Linked DNA regions of Mus musculus: regions 1 and 3 are each linked to region 2. Evidence: chromatin contacts called from public promoter capture Hi-C data. All regions are on one chromosome and are shown on one strand. The core of a region is the stretch at or near the end of the contact, and the rest is flanking DNA. Distances in the headings are between cores, read along the strand shown. Region 1 holds the start of Batf2 (basic leucine zipper transcription factor, ATF-like 2). Region 2 holds the start of Slc29a2 (solute carrier family 29 (nucleoside transporters), member 2). Region 3 holds the start of Snx15 (sorting nexin 15).

Region 1 (3,579 bases), core at 370-2,869, 1.1 Mb before region 2:
TCCTATGATCTTCCAGCCCACAACCCCACAAAGGCAGCAGGGTCAGGGTCTGATATGATCCCATGTGCCTGTCCTCAACTCAGTCTAAAGGGGCTGGCACTCACTTACTGAAACAACATTTAATTTCCTCTGTGTGTGTGTGTGTGTGTGTGTGTGTGTGTGTGTGTGTGTGTACACTGTAGGAGGACAGCCTTAAGTATCATTCATGTTCAGAAGCCATCTGCCTTCTTTTAATTTAAGTTGTGTGTATATGTGGTGACCTGTGTATGCATGTGAGTGTCTGTACCCTTGGAAACCAGAAGCAGGTGTTAAGTCCCCTGGAGCTGGAGTTACAGGTGATTTGGTTGTGAGCTGCCCCGTGAAGGTGTTGGGAACCAATCTCGGGTCCTCTCCAAGAGCAGTGAGCATTCCTAACTGGCCCCCACCTAGTTTGTTTGTTTGTTTGTTGTTTGTTTGTGAGATATAGTCTCTCACTGGTCTGGGACTCACCAGTAAGACTGGGCTGCCTGGTCAGCAAGCGCCCCTCTCCCAGGGCTGGGCTTACAGGTGCTTGCCACCTAACCAGGTGCTTTATGGATGCTAGGGACCAAGCTCAGGTCTTTAGGCTTCCGAGACAAGTACTTCACTGACTATGCTATCTCCCCATCCCTTCAACAAACATTTATTAAACATCTACTATGCACCAGGCACAAAACTAGAAGGGCACAGAAGTGGGAAAAAGAAGAAGAAAAAGGAGGAGTAGGAAGAGGAGACAAAACAAACAAATAAAATTAGGCAAAATGGCAAGATGTAATGGAAGGATTAGTTCAGGCCAGACTTGGCTACATAGTGAGTTTGAAGCCAGCCTGGGATACACGAGATCTTTCCTCAAAGCAGGAATGTCACCTACCTGGCACAGAAGAGATCTACAAGACTCCATGCTCACTCACAGGGCAGTGGGGCGGCTGCCTAGAACTGATGGAGATTCCATTGGGCAGAGAGGACTGCTCCTGAGAGCTCTGAGCCCTCCAACCCCGGGGACCACAAAACTTAAATGGAACTTGAAGTCAAATGCCTAGAGCGGGACCCTGTCTCTGTCACTCCACCTCAGGCAAGACTCCAGCCACTCTGGCTGAGGACTCTGCATGTCCCTTGGATTGTGGCTATATCCTCCTCAGGGCAAACTTCAGACCAGAATAGAGGCTGGAGAAAGACAGAGTCAGCGAGGAAAGAAGGCAGCTGTGATTTGGGAGACTAGAGAGAGAAGGGAAGGATCTGGGAAACGCTGCAAGGTGAGAGCAAATGGATTGCGAGGAAGCAGTACGCACGCATGCAGGGTCCAAGTTCAAAGCTGGAGACTGGTCTGCAGTGTGAGCGCCAGGAAGTCATTCCAGTGCCCAGGAGGAACTAAACCGTGAGATGGGAGTGTGCAGCCCAGTTCCCAGGTCACACAGATCATGGTGACCTTACTGCAGCCTTCCTTGTCTCTCTCCATAGCGTTTCTTTCCTAGTCCCCTGTACTCACTGTCTCAGTCAGCAGCTCGCTACTCCCACAGAGTTGCATGGCTTAGGCAAGGGGAAAAGAGGTTCAGTCTGGTCCTGGATGTCCCCTCAGCAGCTGTCCCCTCCCAGTGACCTATGGAGGCCCAAGGAAGTGGTGGCTCTTTAAATCCCCAGTGGCCACTCCGCCCCTAGCACACCCAGTTTCAGTTTCTCCTAAAACCATGGGCTGCCCAGAATCCCTGGCTCTTGCTCGCTCACGCTCACTCACGTGGGTGGAACTTCCTAACAAGAGCAGCCTTCCGGTTAGGCCCCTTCTCTAGAAGAAGGATGGTGGAGGGTAGATGGGAGCAGTTAACAAGACCGTATCCTGGAGAGGGCTGGCAGGATGCCAGGGACAGAACCTAGAGGAAAAGCGGGGTTGGGGTGGGGTGCGTGAAGGAGCCCCCATAGTCTCTGAGAAAGTCCAGGTTCACAGTCCACACTGGAGCTGTGCAGCTTTGAGAAGGTGATTCACCTTCTCTGAACTTTGGTTTCCTTATCTATGAAGGGTATGGGTAGGGTGGAGCAAATTTCCAGGCCTGCGGCTGGGTGTGCCTGGTGTGGTACTTGCACTGGAGAAGCAGAGGCAGGAGAATCATTCATGAGTTTGAAGCCAACCTGGGCTACATAGTAAGAACTAAAAATTCTCAAAATATAAAAGTTCCCAGGCATAACAAAAGAACTGTGACAACACGACCACTCCAAACTCTCTGAGACCGATGTTGGACTCATGCAAAAAATCAACAATCAGAGCTGGCGTGATAGTGCTCGTGACTGCACGAACCTCCAAATCTCAGGACTCAGAGGCAGAGCCCAGCAGGTATCTGAGTTAAAGGCCAGCCTGGTCTACAGAGTAAGTTACAGGACAACCAGGGCTAAATGATGAGACCCTGTCCCACTGATGATGAAGAATTTAAACTTTTTAAATTTAATTTATGCATACCAGTGTTTTGCTTGCATGTATGTCTCTGCCCTACATATATGCCCCGTGTCCTCAGAGGCCAAAAGAGGGCACTGGAGCCCCTGGAACTAGAGTTTCAGATATTTATAAGCAAAAATGTAGGCGCTAGAAACTGAACCTGGATCTTCTGGAAGAATAGCCAGTGCTCTTAATCGCTGAGTCATCTCTCAAGCCCACAAAATAAAACTTTTAAAGGAATCTTTATGTCCAAGTTTATATTTAAAAAACAAAAAGTGCTAAATCTGGGCACAGTGGCAGATGCCTATAATCCTTGGGAAATGGAGGCAAGAGGACCAGAAGGACAAGGCAGTTTATGGCTACACAGAATTGGGGTCTAGCCTGGGTTAGAAGAGACGGTGTCTCTTAATAAATAAGTAAAGTAAATAAAAATAAAAAGACTGCAATTGATTAGTAGTGTCTGCCATGTCGTGATGTCTGTAATGACCAGAGTTATGCAACACAGGAATCTTTTGCCATCTCTAGAACTGGTCCTGAAGCCAGCTTGAGCCTTAAGAGATGAGCCCTGGTGCTCTGCCCACCAAATTTATCATCCATACCTTCTGTGTGTGATCCCTTTGCTGTGGATGATAAAGTCATTCCTAGTCCACAGAGCTGTTTGAAGGGGAGGAACAGGATGAAGAGAGCCCTTCCCTATTAGAAAGCACTGCCCAGCCTGGTGCATCTTCTCTTTGAGACTTGCAGTGGATCTGGATTCTAGGATCGCTGACATATTCATAATTGAAACTGTTGGGTCGATGAGATTGGACGTGCCAGCAGGACCCTATCACCTTGCTTCTGAGAGCCCTGGGGGCAGGGGCTGAAATGGGTTGACCTAGGCTACCCATTTCTTGGAATTATTTTTGTCTCCCAGACATCGGGTAGGGTAGGGCGCTGGCTGGATGCAGCACCTGAGGGGCTCATTAAGCCTGTCTGTGAACTCCACAGGGGAACAATCTGGAGGAAGCTTGGGTATGACGTCACCCCAAAAAACACCTATTGAGAAGACTAGGGCCCAGTGTCCCTGCTTCAGCCTGCAGTTCTAACTAGACTCCTTGACTTCCTAGACCAGGGGCTTCCAGGAGAACTGGACAGTCTAC
Region 2 (3,650 bases), core at 110-2,609:
GTTTCATTATTAATAGCCCTGGCTCTGTGTCTCTCAGATTCAGTAGCTGATCCATCTTTGGGTATCAGGGTCCAGCACCGATGCCAGCACTCCACAGACACCTGGGAAGTTAACCCACTGAATATGTTTGAATAACCCTATTCTAAAGAAAACACAAAAGTTAGGCAGTGGTGATGCACGCCTTTAATCCCAGCACTCAGAAGGCAGAGGCAGGCAGATCTCTGAGTTCGAGGCCAGCCTGGTCTACAGAGTGAGTTCTAGGACAGCCAGGGCTACACAGAGAAACCCTGTCTCGAAAAAAACGAAAACAACAACAACAATAAAACAAAAAGGAGAAAACAAGCTATAGATTTCTGCCTTTCTATAAAAGAATGCATGCTTTGGGGAATCGGGCCTTCCTCCACATCTGTCTACAGTAGTTGCTCATTAATTATTAGTTGAATGACTGTAACTCATGTCATTGCAAAGAAAGCCAAAGGCTTGGAAAAAAGACACTTTGGAGTGACTGGCCAAAAATAACGACAAAGGGCATGGGATGGAAACTCCTTTGCTGGTCAGACTCCCTACGTGGATGGCCCTGCACCTCTGAGATCTGTACCTTCCTAAAAGTTTGCCTAGCCAGGGGAGAGGCGGTTCCCTCTATGAGGCTTGGTGCTGTCCCTGACAGGCTGAGCTGTAGTAAGTGGCCTGGTGAGGAAAGTGGCTCAGTTCAAGACGGCTGGAGGGATGTTGGTTTGTGGCCATGAGGTTGCCCAGCGGCCGCGGGTCTCACCGGGATGGCGGTAATGAAGAAGTTCCAGGGGAGAAGGGTGCCCAGTCCCAGAATGAAGAAGCTGATCCCAACCAGGTGGTAGCTGTGGGGATCAATCAGAAGGTCACCCCGAGGACGTACGCCTGGGCCGCCCTAGCCGCCCCTCAGTAGAACGGACTACAATCCCCATCACCCTGGCTCAAGCAGCTAAGGGAATCGGCTGATGGGAATTGTAGTCCCGTTCGTCTTTGAGCCCAGGAGCATCAAGACGAGCGGGAATTCAAAGGCTCGTGGCCACCTGGGCCACGGTACGCAGCACATGGGTTCCCACCTCACCTGTCCCGAGGGGCGTTTCCCCGCGCCATGGTTGCCGCAGTCCTATTGCACCAGGCCCACAGAAGGCGGCTGCACCTGCGCCTACGCAGGGCTGGGAGGCCGAAGGAGAGCGACGCTGGTCGGTGTCCAGGAATCCCAAGGTCGGAGCGCCGTAGCGGAGGGTCGGGGTTGGGTTACACTGCGGACCACGTTTTGCAGGCTCGGACCTCGGCTCCGCCTCCAGGGCGGGAACAAAGAGCCATTGCTCCCCTCCCCCGGACGCCCGCTCTCCAGACTCCGCCTCGCTGGTGGCTGTGCCTTTAGGGTATTAGGTTCCGCCTTCTAGCTTGCTTCCGCGCCTGAAGCTGTGTCTCACCGCCGTCCCTTCGCCTCGCACCCGTCTTCTCCTTAGGCACGGGTCCGGAATCTCTGGGGAAGGGATAAGGACTGCGCAGGAGGGAAGGGGTCCGGTGGTTGTTGGGCACAGTCGATCTAGCTGGGAGGTTCTTCCTCTTGGCGTGTTCTAAGGTTTGGAGCCCTCTAAGCTCTAAGCAGATTAGGAAGTAAGTCCGACCAGAAGGAAGAAGCCAGTGTCATCAATTGTCGCAGAAGGTCCCAGCGCGGTGCTCCGAGGGAGTTCCCCCAGAGGTCGAGGCACTTTTGCAAACGAAAATCCCCAACATATGTGGAAGACGGACAGATAGGCCCTCCTACGGTACCTGGGTCCAACAAGGAGGATTGAACAAAGGCTCTGGAGGGAATCGTGGCCCAGGTGACGTTCGGCCCCCTCCCCTGTAGTCGCCACTGCCACCCTCAGGAGTGCTTAAAAACCTAATTTTCACTAGGCGTGGTGGCGCACGCCTTTAATCCCAGCATTTGGGAGGCAGAGGCAGGCGGATTTCTGAGTCCGAGGCCAGTCTGGTCCACAGAGTGAGTTCCAGGATATATTCAGGACTATACAGAGAAACCCTGTCTCAAAAAAACGAAAAAAAAAAAAAAAAAAAGAAAAAGAAATATATTTATGTGGACTGGTGAGAGCGTTTGCTGCCAAGCCTGATGCCCCGAGGCCACGCCCAGGACCCATATGTTAGAAAAACTGAAGCGACTCCAGCAAATTGTTCCCTAACCTCCACACAAGCACAGTGGCACACGTGCTTCTAAGTAATAAATACAAATAAATATGAATATATAAAAGTATATATATACAAGGTTATATAAATGTGTGTCTTCTAAAGAATATAGTTTTTTAGAATGTTTTTCCTATGTATCAGCCAGACCATGCTGTTACTATCCCTGTTCTGTCCTGTTCCCGGAATCTAGCCACCAGGCTTGGCTCATCGAAGGTGGTTCCTTAGATCATGGTGGACTGCAGATGACTGTGTGGTACTGGGAACTGAACTCAGAGCCCTGTGCATGCGAGGCAAACACTCTTACCCCTGGGCTGCATCTAACCCTAGCTGGTGACGTTAGGGAAAAGACAGCAATGGATTACACTGGGAAAGACAGTTACTCTTTAAGTTTTCTTTCCAGACTTCCATTATGCCAAGAGGGACAGTCTTGAGTTCAGTTCTAACAGGTTTTCAAGGCCTCTTCATCCCCTCTGCCTTGAGCATCTCTCGACAGTTTTACCTACACACAGTTAGTCACTTGCATTTTTCGAATGCTTATTCTAATAACTATTACTGACCTGTTTCCTACTTGACAGTGATAGGAGAGTGAGTCAAAGTGGGACAGGGGGTGGGATGTTGCCCTGGCACCATCTTGAAGATGGAGATGAGGGTCTGGGGAGCAGTCTGTTGTCTTGGGCTGGGATGGAAGGGGATGAGGCGTTTCAGAGAAGGAACGGCCTGTACCAGGACCGGGGACAGGAGAGTGCTGGCACACTATGGGACATACTAATAGATCCCTTTGGCTGGGAGGAGTTGGATTTTACCTCAGATTCTCAGCTCAGCCTGACTGGGGATCTGTAATTAACCAATATTTTGCTTCTACTTTGTGGCGAAATGCTGTGCATAACAGAACCCAGGCAGGACAATTTTTGATGGCACAGTGACATCCTAAGGGAGGCAAGAAAGGAAAACACTTAGTAATAAAATAATAAGTATGTGATTGGTTAGTGCTCAGACACATGAAGCAGTCACAAGCTTAGCCCCTCTTTATAAAACCAGTTTTAAACACACGGCAGGGGCACCAAAAGCAGACTCTTAAAGGCCACTGGTGTGGGCTGGAGAGATGGCTCAGCAGTTAAGAGCACTGACTGCTCTCGCACAGGTCCTGAGTTCAATTCCCAGCAACCACATGGTGGCTCACACCATCTGTAATGGGCTCTGATGCACACTCTTCTGGTGTGTCTGAAGACAGCTACAGTGCACTCACATACATAAATACATAAATAATATTTTGCCGGACGTGGTGGCACACGCCTTTAATCCCAGCACTCAGGAGGCAGAGGCAGGCGGATTTCTGAGTTCAAGGCCAGCCTGGTCTACAAAGTGAGTTCCAGGACAGCCAGGGCTACACAGAGAAGCCCTGTCTCAAAAAAACAAACAAAAAAAAAAAAACAAAAAAAACAAAAAACAAAAAA
Region 3 (3,657 bases), core at 605-3,104, 1.1 Mb before region 2:
TCAGTACCACCTGGGTGACTCTTATACATTACCAAGTGCCTTGGCTATCTCTGGAACCCAGCTTCTTTATGCTCTCAGAAAACACTTCCTAGAAGACACCATGACCAAGGCAACCCTTATAAAGGACATCATTTAATTTGATCAGGCTTACAGGTTCAGAGGTTCAGCCCAGTATTATCAAGGAAGTAGCATGGCAGTATCCAGGCAGACATGGTACAGGAGAAGCTGAGAGATCTACATCTTCATCTGAAGGCAGCTGGTGGAAGACTGACTTCTAAGGCAGCTAGAATGAGGAGAGTCTCAAAGCCCACACCCACACACCTACTCCAACAGGGCCAAACCTTCCAATAGTACCACTCCCTGGGCTGAGCATATACAAACTATAACAAATGGTTTATTTTCTTGTTTGTTTGTTTGTTTGTTTTCGCCCTCAAAACAGAGATTCACCTGCCTCTGCCTCCTTAGTGCTGGGACTAAAAGTGTGATGTACCACCGCAGCCAACATCTCAGATTAAAAAAAAAAAAAGATCTATTTATTTATTATATGTAAGTACACTGTTGCTGTCTTCAGACACCCCAGAAAAGGGAGTCAGATCTCATTACAGATGGTTGTGAGCCACCATGTGGGTGCTGGGATTTGAACTCAGGACCTTTGGAAGAGCAGTCAGTGCTCTTAACTGCTGAGCCATCTCACCTCAGATTTTTTAATGGTTCTTTTTTTTAATGATTTATTTATTTATTATATTTACATATTTACATGTATTATATTTACAGCACACTGTAGCTGTCTTCAGACACCCCAGAAGAGGGCGTCATACCTCATTATGAATGGCTGTGAGCCACCATGTGGTTGCTGGGACTTGAACTCAGAACCTTTGGAAGAGCAGTCAGTGCTCACAACCGCTGAGCCATCTCTCCAACCCTTAATGGTTCTTTTATCCACTCTTTCCTATTTGAAGATGGGATTTCTGGTAGTGGTGGGATGTGCTGCAATCTATGTTTAGTGATAATCTTCCACACCAATTTGGCCTTGATCAATTGGTGTTGGGTTTTCGCTATCCCTGTGTTGTGCCAGCATGCCTCTTGATCTGATCTGTTACAGAAGATACTGTGTCAGGTACCACTTTCCATAGATGAAAAACTAGATGCATGCAGTTACAAGAGGGAAATGTAATGCTTACCAAGGATTTCAGCATTTGGGAGATGGAAATTGGAGGGTCAGAAATCCAAGGCCAGCCTCAACTACATAGAGAGTCTGAGGCCAAACTGGGCTACATGAGATCATCTCAACGTCCAACCTCCCCAAATTTGAAGCAGTTAAGGGGAATTCAAATACGTGTAAGTGTTGTGATTTCAGAGCCTCTGTCACTATCCAGTTTTTTCAGCATCAGAAAATGTCAGTGTGTGTCGTTCCCCCCACCCCCCAATCCGCACAGGGAGGCAGGGAACTTGGCTCTGCTAGGCACATTTTGAACACAATAAAAGTTGCATGGGTTAGACCCTATGCCAAGCACCTGAAGTTCCAGATACTCAGGAGGCTTAGGTAGGAGAATATTTTAAGCCCAGAAGTTGGTCAACACAGCAGAGATCTTAGCTTAAAATAATTCATAAATAAGAGGCTGGATGAGTGTAAAGAAGATAAATAAAGAAACGTTTCGGAGGTCTGTAAGGAGGGTTTACGTTAGGGGGAAGTGGGTTCAATCACATGCCAGGATGCCAGCTGGTAAATCCTCTCCCAAACAACCAATCCTTAGTCTCTACCTAGAACTCCGCTTTACCAATGACCTAGAACTTGTCAGACACTCCCTTAGCCACGCCCCCAAGCCAAGAACGGTTGTGTCACTTGCGACTAGGTCCCTGGGCCTGAAGAAGGGCGCAGGCCGGATCCTGGCAGTGGCAGTAGGCTCAACACGCGGGGAGCGGGGGCGACGTGCAGGAGGAGGAGCCGGCGACCGGCTCCGCTGTCATGTCGCGCCAAGCGAAGGATGACTTCCTGCGACACTACACAGTCTCGGACCCTAGGACCCACCCCAAGGGTTACACAGAGTACAAAGTAACCGCTCAGGTGAGGTGGGACCCAGCGGGGGAGCATTACCCTTTTAAGCAGCTCCGGATCCGTGCTGTACCTTAAAGGCAAAGAGCTTCAAGGAGGTCGCGGTTTGGCCTACACAAATAGATTTCCCCTTTAAGAGGCGCCTGAGACAGAAGATTTAAGGCGCCTCACCTCCTGGGGCGGGGCTAAGGGTCATTTTTTAAAGTCTGTGGAGCTTGGCTCTGCGCTTGGCCCGGTACCCCCTCTCTGTTGTTGGTGATGTCTAGATGCGGTCTACGAATTTCTCAAAGCAAGAAAACTCCGGATTAACCTAAATATTCCTTCTCTAATCGCTTAGAGTAACTTTTGGTAATTTTCCCTGCTTGATCCGTAAAAGCCCCACCACCACCTTTTTATTTATCTATCTTTTCTTTTTTTGAGACAGCCCTGGCTTTTGCGAACTCACGATGTAAACTAGACTGGCCCGGAAGTCACCGAGACCCTCCTGCATCTGCCTCCCAAGTGCTATGATTAAAGGCGTGCACCACCAGGACCAACTATAAAAAAAGCTCTTTAAAAGTTTAAATGTATGTGTGTGTGTATATACACATATACACATATAATTTTATTATACTATTTATATATTATATATATATAATTTGTGTGGTTTTAAAAACTCACGCAAAAAAAAAAAAAGACTGGTCTTAACAGATAAGGAAGTCAATAAGCTGAAATTGGTGTTTGTAACAATAAAACTTAGAATGAGCTCGTAGAAACATCAGCATGAAAGAATGCTTTTAGAATTTTACCCAAGGTAACTATGGAGGTCTCCAATGGGAGAAACCGGGTTGCTGCGGAAAGACTGACTATATATTTTCTTGTACTTAAATTTTTTTCAACTTGGCAACTGTTTGATTAGTGGCTTGTCGACTGTTAAAAGGAAGCAAACACATACAAGTCGCTCCCAAAGCAATCTAAGTCAGAGTCTTAGATACGTCAAGAGTGTTCCGGGGGTTTACTTTTTCATGCCAAAAAATACAAATATAATAATTGTCTCTAGGAAGATGCCGGAGGGTAGAAAGGATGACAAGGCATTCAGAACCCTTATGTCTTCCTGTTAGCCTTTTAGATCTAGTCACATGCCTTACACATGCATAGAGTTGTTTTTTTTTTCCAGTGCTAGGGTTGAACTCATGGCCTCCCACATTTTAGAGAACTCTCTCTCTCTCTCTCATTCTCATTCTCTCTCTCTCTCATTCTCTCTCTCTCTCTCTCCATGTCTCTCTCTTGCCACAGCACCCTACAAGATGATCCTTTTTTTATTTTATAGATTTATTTACTTAATTTTTTTCTTTATTTATTTCGAGGCATGTTTTTTCCCTGTAGCCCTGGTTGTCCTGGGACTTGTGTTGTAGACCAGGCTCAAACAGAGATCCATTTGCCTCTGCCTCCCCAGTGCAGCATCCCTAGGGATTAAAAATGTGTACTACCCCTCCTGGCTTATTTACTTAAAGATTTAAAACGTAGTTGTTTTTTTAAAAAACAAAAACATCTGTGCACTCTCCATGCAATACCAAAGGAGGCCAGAAGAGGGTGGTAGATCCCTATTGATTGGAATTACAAGC

What was found. Promoter capture Hi-C pulls out the DNA fragments that hold promoters and counts their contacts. Capture Hi-C pulls out chosen DNA fragments and counts their contacts.
Region 1: a contact with region 2 is called in a promoter capture Hi-C map of liver, with 6 times the contacts expected there. A contact is called at or near these places in 1 of 39 promoter capture datasets (liver) and 1 of 9 other capture datasets (adipose tissue).
Region 3: a contact with region 2 is called in a promoter capture Hi-C map of adipose tissue, with 2.1 times the contacts expected there. A contact is called at or near these places in 1 of 130 datasets of targeted methods (microglia) and 2 of 9 other capture datasets (adipose tissue and liver).

The regions. Positions count from the first base shown.
Region 1 is chr19:6,162,479-6,166,057 of GRCm38.p6, reverse strand. It overlaps Batf2 (basic leucine zipper transcription factor, ATF-like 2), which reads right to left and starts at 1,619. Exons shown (of 3, transcript NM_028967.2): 1 at 1,505-1,619. The coding sequence starts at 1,543.
Region 2 is chr19:5,021,715-5,025,364 of GRCm38.p6, reverse strand. Slc29a2 (solute carrier family 29 (nucleoside transporters), member 2) reads right to left here and starts at 1,359. Exons shown (of 12, transcript NM_007854.3): 1 at 1,088-1,359; 2 at 773-854. The coding sequence starts at 1,116.
Region 3 is chr19:6,126,457-6,130,113 of GRCm38.p6, reverse strand. It overlaps Snx15 (sorting nexin 15), which reads left to right and starts at 1,854. Exons shown (of 8, transcript NM_026912.2): 1 at 1,854-2,065. The coding sequence starts at 1,967.